Linked DNA regions of Acanthopagrus latus: region 2 is linked to region 1. A link is a contact called in public Hi-C data. All regions are on one chromosome and are shown on one strand. The core of a region is the stretch at or near the end of the contact, and the rest is flanking DNA. Distances in the headings are between cores, read along the strand shown.

Evidence for each region. Hi-C and Micro-C count contacts between places; a contact is called where the count stands out from the background.
Region 2: a Hi-C map of muscle shows a contact between it and region 1, with 3 times the contacts expected there. The contact joins the promoter of dct here to the promoter of LOC119025983 in region 1. A contact is called at or near these places in 2 of 4 Hi-C or Micro-C datasets (both in muscle).

What each region holds. Positions count from the first base shown.
Region 1 is chr9:13,480,153-13,482,852 of fAcaLat1.1, reverse strand. It overlaps LOC119025983 (FAST kinase domain-containing protein 5, mitochondrial), which reads left to right and starts at 1,253. Exons shown (of 3, transcript XM_037110034.1): 1 at 1,253-1,909. It overlaps LOC119025984 (a long non-coding RNA gene), which reads right to left. Exons shown (of 2, transcript XR_005076979.1): 1 at 2,285-2,700.
Region 2 is chr9:13,628,180-13,630,879 of fAcaLat1.1, reverse strand. dct (L-dopachrome tautomerase) reads left to right here and starts at 1,402. Exons shown (of 8, transcript XM_037110944.1): 1 at 1,402-2,028; 2 at 2,145-2,444; 3 at 2,635-2,700. The coding sequence starts at 1,740.

The sequences.
Region 1 (2,700 bases), core at 4-2,503:
AAAAATGTCAGCAACTTCAATTCAAGTCAGAAATAAATGAATCTCACCATCGCTAAAAATTACTTCATTAATTATTTATCACACAAAATCTACAAATGTAAAGAAACTGAAAACTGCTGGTTGTTGATGTCTTTGGGGTGTTTTCATATAGAAATGATTTTCCAATTTATAATTACATAAAAACAGGGCCAGGCAGCACATCCGCACAACTAGAACCAGAGAATGTCAGGCAGCCATCTGACAAAAAAATGACTCATTAAAAAAAAAAAAAAAAAGCACCGATTCATTTTTAGTAAATAACAAATAACTTTAACACTCCTTCAAATTACTGGTAGGCAGAAGGTGCATTGTGTGACTTCCAGTATGACCCTTGTTATGTCAGACTTGTGTTGTAAGCTCCAATAAGGAGGTTATGTTTACACTGCTGATGTGTGTTAGCTTGGAAGAGCTCTGAAAAAAACAAACATTGTGTGTGCACATTTAAGGAAAACCTAACTTTCCTGCTTACAACTGATTTTAAACCAGTCCGAGGTCCTTTTGCTTTTGCAAAAGCACATTTAATTTCTTACATCCGCAACATATAGGATGACGCAGCAGGCTGTAAAAGATCCTGTCGCACATGTTCGCGTTTCACCACAACAACGCGAAATGTTTCTACCATCTACTACTAAAGTCTACACATCCATCCGTGCACATGGCCCTTGTGCTCCGAGGATGGAGGCACCCTGCGACCCGCCAAATTGTCCCTTACATCAAGTTGTATTTTGATAGCCATGGGTCCAGGTGGCCGTCCAGGATCATGTTGTTGTCGTCACACTCGCACGCTAATTGTTTAATACTGAGCAGAAAGTAAGAAAAGGACCACATGGTGAAACGTCTCCAATAACAAAGTTCACAAGGGAAGCCTGAGCGTGAGCCAGGACTGCTTGAGGACAGCAACATTTGCGCCCCATTCACATCGCTGTAACGTTTACCACCCCTCCCCCACGCGCTAACATGGCGCCCAACAGTCCACATTTTGAGCGTTTTTTTTTTTTAAACCTACTTCCAACGACTGGATAACATCACAGGTGTAAGCACGACAGCGGCGCTTGAGACGTCCGTGTGCACTTTAACGGTGAAATGTAGTGCATGCAAAAAGCGTGGCGCTCATTGTGACTGAGCGCACCAAGCGTATGATACGAGCTACTGCAAAGTTGAGTAAGAAAGCAGCGCACAGTCACACACACCAAGCTAGCAGCACCCGAGGGCTCCATCAAAACAGTCCGACGCGAGCATGAGCTAGCCAAATAGGCTAGCGCGTGTAGCCTGCGAGTGCGGCTAGGCTTTAAGAAAAGACCGATGTCCAATAAAGATTAATAACACCACAGGTCGGTTTGATTAAAAAAAAAGCATGTGGCAACAAGCTTTTTGTTTTTACAGAGACACGTTAAGTCTGCGTGCTAATGTTGGCTAACACCCTCCCCGTCCACTTCAGAGCATTCTCTTATCTTAGCCAACTTAGCTGCCTGGATGTAGCCCGCTCGTTTACGATAACACAACAATAAATATGAATGTAAAAAGGTTCAAAGTGGCTGCAAATGCTCATATTTTCACCAAAGAATGCACAGCACAGCCGTTCGAGCCCGTGTCAATGTAATTTAAGCGATTATCCCTCCCCCAACCATCGGCGTGTTAGCATTAGCAGCTAGCTAACGCAGCAAGCTCGCGGGGTAGCAAAGGCGCGCGGCCTGCTTGCAGCCCCATGTGCTGCTGCTTTGTTCTGGGGGCACTTTTAAGTGTACATCACGGCGCACAGATCGACCGAAAACTCCCAATTTCCATCAACATGTGGCCCGACAACAGACGCACACGAGTCCACAACTCGCAGCTGCCACCAAAGTGTGTAAATGCAACATTTTTTTGACGGGTGAGTACGACTTCCCCCCCGACTGGAGGTGCAGCAGCAACACATGCTTTTCAAATCTCCCTCATTCTCCCACAACCATGGAGGAGAGGTTGCCATGCGCCTCGTAGAACAGTGTTTTCAAATGCGGAAACTGACGATTAAAAACGCGTTTTTCCTCTTCGCTCCCCCGGTGTTAACGTGAAAGTGCGGCTCCCGTGTCGCACACGTCGCCGAGCATTTCACTTTTTCTTTTTTTTTTTTTTTTGAGCCCCTCGCCGTTTTACCGCATCTCTCTGAAAAAGGGCTAACAACAGGTTTCTCTTCAATAACATGCGCGTAATAACACACTGGCTTTCTAAAAAAGCCACCATCTTCTACTCACTTGTGCGGACTTACCGTTTACTCACACTGTTTCGGAGGGCATCTTGCAAAAAAAAAAAAAAAAACTGAGGAGGAGAAAAAAAAGACTTCGCTGAAAGAGTAGCAGCTAAGACGTATAATCCCCAAAAAGCACAACCATGTGCTACTATTATGATTTGCCAGGAGTTTGGGAATCGTAGTAAGATTGCGAAAGTGGCGCGAGTACACTCGAGGTTTAACCATGTGGTGAATGAAGGGCGGCTCCCAGCCAGCGTAGCTAAACCCCAACTCCTTCATTAGCATAAATCAACTACTTCCTCTCCAAGTGCGACTCTCAAGTTTCACCACTTGATTTCCCAGGGCTGTTGGTAAACACGCGGACGGCGGCGAAATACGTAAAACTACCGACTTAAAAATATATCGTTTGGGAAAAAAACAAAAAAACAAAACAA
Region 2 (2,700 bases), core at 153-2,652, 150 kb before region 1:
ACCCTGTCACAAGACACTGTATCATCAACATGACTTTGAAGCGTGTTGCTTTAATTAATTTGAATTAATTGAGATTTGGATTAATAGAATCCATATGAGTTTCTTGTAATTTCTAATTGATAATTAGAAATTCTAATTCTAACCCTATTAATGTATAGTCTTATTAATGATAATAGGCATCTAATAGGGACTTATTTCCTTTTAACTAAAGCGTTTTAGATGGACCTCACTGTGTTAGCACTCAGCTGCTGTAATACCAGCCTCTGCCATCAGTGTGTGTGTGTAGGCCTGAATGTGGCCTTGTCGTGGTTGGTAGACCAGAAAAGTGCTCATATATAAATACAAGTCACCATTTCGCAGCATCTAATGGAAATGCTCTAGTAAAGAAGGGAGTCCCTGAAAATCACAGTTTATTATTTTTGACCATACCAGTGTGGAGAGTCTGTGAAAGACGATGGTGATCCCACAGTTCCGACAGCTGCTCTCACATGCACAGTGGAGGCTGTCAGCTGAGACCCAGGGTCAGTGCTGGCCCCAGCCAACGTGGTGCCCAAGGCAAGATTTAGCTGGCGGCCCCTTGCATAGCAGTCAATTTGACAAAGCATTTTCAAACACTCACACAGAAACTGCATGTATGTATTCAAGATCTTATTTCTTTTAAGTTAAAAATATCACACCAAGTAAAAACTGAAGAAATAAACAAGTGATAAATCAAATTAAATTAATAGTTAAATGCCGGTAGGAGCTGATTTCAGTCCTTTGGACCTTGTGATTCTGCTACTACGTTTGCGGCGCCCTTTGTGGATGACAGGCCCCTCAGTATTTACCTATACAGCCTATGCCTAGGGCCAGCTCTGGCGATCCTACACTTCCTACAGCTGCTCTTTTTTCTAATCATGTGCACAGCGGAGGGTGTCAGAGGGTGAAAAGTTTGATGAATGGAACAAACGGCAAGTATGCGGGTAGACACGCTACAATAACAAGCTGTAAAAAGCCTGCGAAAACTATATCTTCTGGCTGGATTAAAGTGATTAGACCCTCATTAAGATTTACACAACAGATCCCGGCTGGCCTCGGCTCGAGAGCTGACTTTTGTTTAACCTCATTCCTTTTATTATGATATCTCTGAATGACTCAACAAATCAATTAATTTGTTTTGAGATAATGTTTCTATTTTAAACGTGTTATCAGAGCTAATGGTGTTGGTGCAGAACACAATTCGTTTTGTGTTTGACCAAATGTGTGTACAGTTGGCTGCTCTGTCTGAGGCAAATCTGATGTATTGCCTGCTTTGTTATCTTTTTTTACTGATTAACTCTAAGTAACAAATCAGACACACAGACTTTTGGCACAAAATGGCCATACAACATTTTAATAGTCCCCACAGGCAATTCCTTGGTATTCTTCCAGTTCTTAGCAAAGCTCACAGCTCTGCTGTCAGGTGATCATCACAAGACCAGTGGCTTAATCCTCCTCCGCTCTACAAAAGCAAGAGCAGAAATTAGACTCTTCCTTAACGTGCATGTAACCGACTGGAACACAACATGATCCGGCTTTAACTTGTTGTTTCCACACATATCAGAACTATCACTGAATCTAATTCGAAGATACACAACCGGGGACCGTAGCAGACTGCGATTCCACACTCCTCTGGAGGAACTAATTGACCGTTTCACTGCTCAGAGTTGATGTAGAAACTGATTAGTCGCCACTGACTGGAGGAAACAAACTGGTGAAATATGATGAACGCGCTGGGTCTCGGCCTTTTTTGTTTACTCCTCTGGCCAGAGGCTGCGGAGGCTCAGTTTCCTCGAGTGTGCTGCACGGTGGAGGGGATCCTGTCCAAGCAGTGTTGCCCAGCTCTCGGCTCTGATCCTGCCAACGTGTGCGGCTCTCTGTCGGGGAGAGGGAACTGCTCGGCTGTGCGAGTCGACAGCAAACCCTGGGGAGGACCGTACAGGCTGAGAAATGTTGACGACAGAGAGAGGTGGCCCACCAAGTTCTTCAATCAGACGTGCAGATGTACTGGTGAGTCGTGTACAGTTTTATTCAGATGATGGTCGGACGACGGCTGACGATGGACCTGAAAGATCACATCAGCACCAAAATGATTTGATACATTTAGTTTGCTCTTTGCGTTGAAGGTAACTTTGCAGGGCATGACTGTGGTCAGTGTAAATTCGGTTGGACCGGACCAAACTGTGACCAGAGGAAAGCTCCCGTGGTGCGGAAGAACATCCACTCCCTGACCCCCGAGGAGCTCCAGGAGTTCCTCAACGCCCTGGAGCTGGCTAAGACCACCACCCACCCAGACTACGTCATTGCCACCCAGCACTGGCTGGGACTGCTGGGACCAAACGGGACTGAGCCCCAGGTCACCAACATCTCCATCTATGATTTCTTCGTCTGGCAACACTATTATTCTGTCCGCGACACTCTTTTGGGTAAATGAGCACTGTCACATTAATCTAATGGTTTGTTGATTACCTGAAGCCCAAGGTTGTGTCTTGACTTTGGTTGACTTTTTTTGACATTCGACTGTGACTTTAACAATCACTTTTTCATGATAAAGTATAGATATATCTCTCAGTGTGTGCTGTGCACTGATGGCATGTGTCTTTTGTTTCCCCGCAGGTCCAGGTCGTCCATTCAAAGCCATTGATTTCTCACACAAAGGACCAGCTTTCATCACCTGGCACA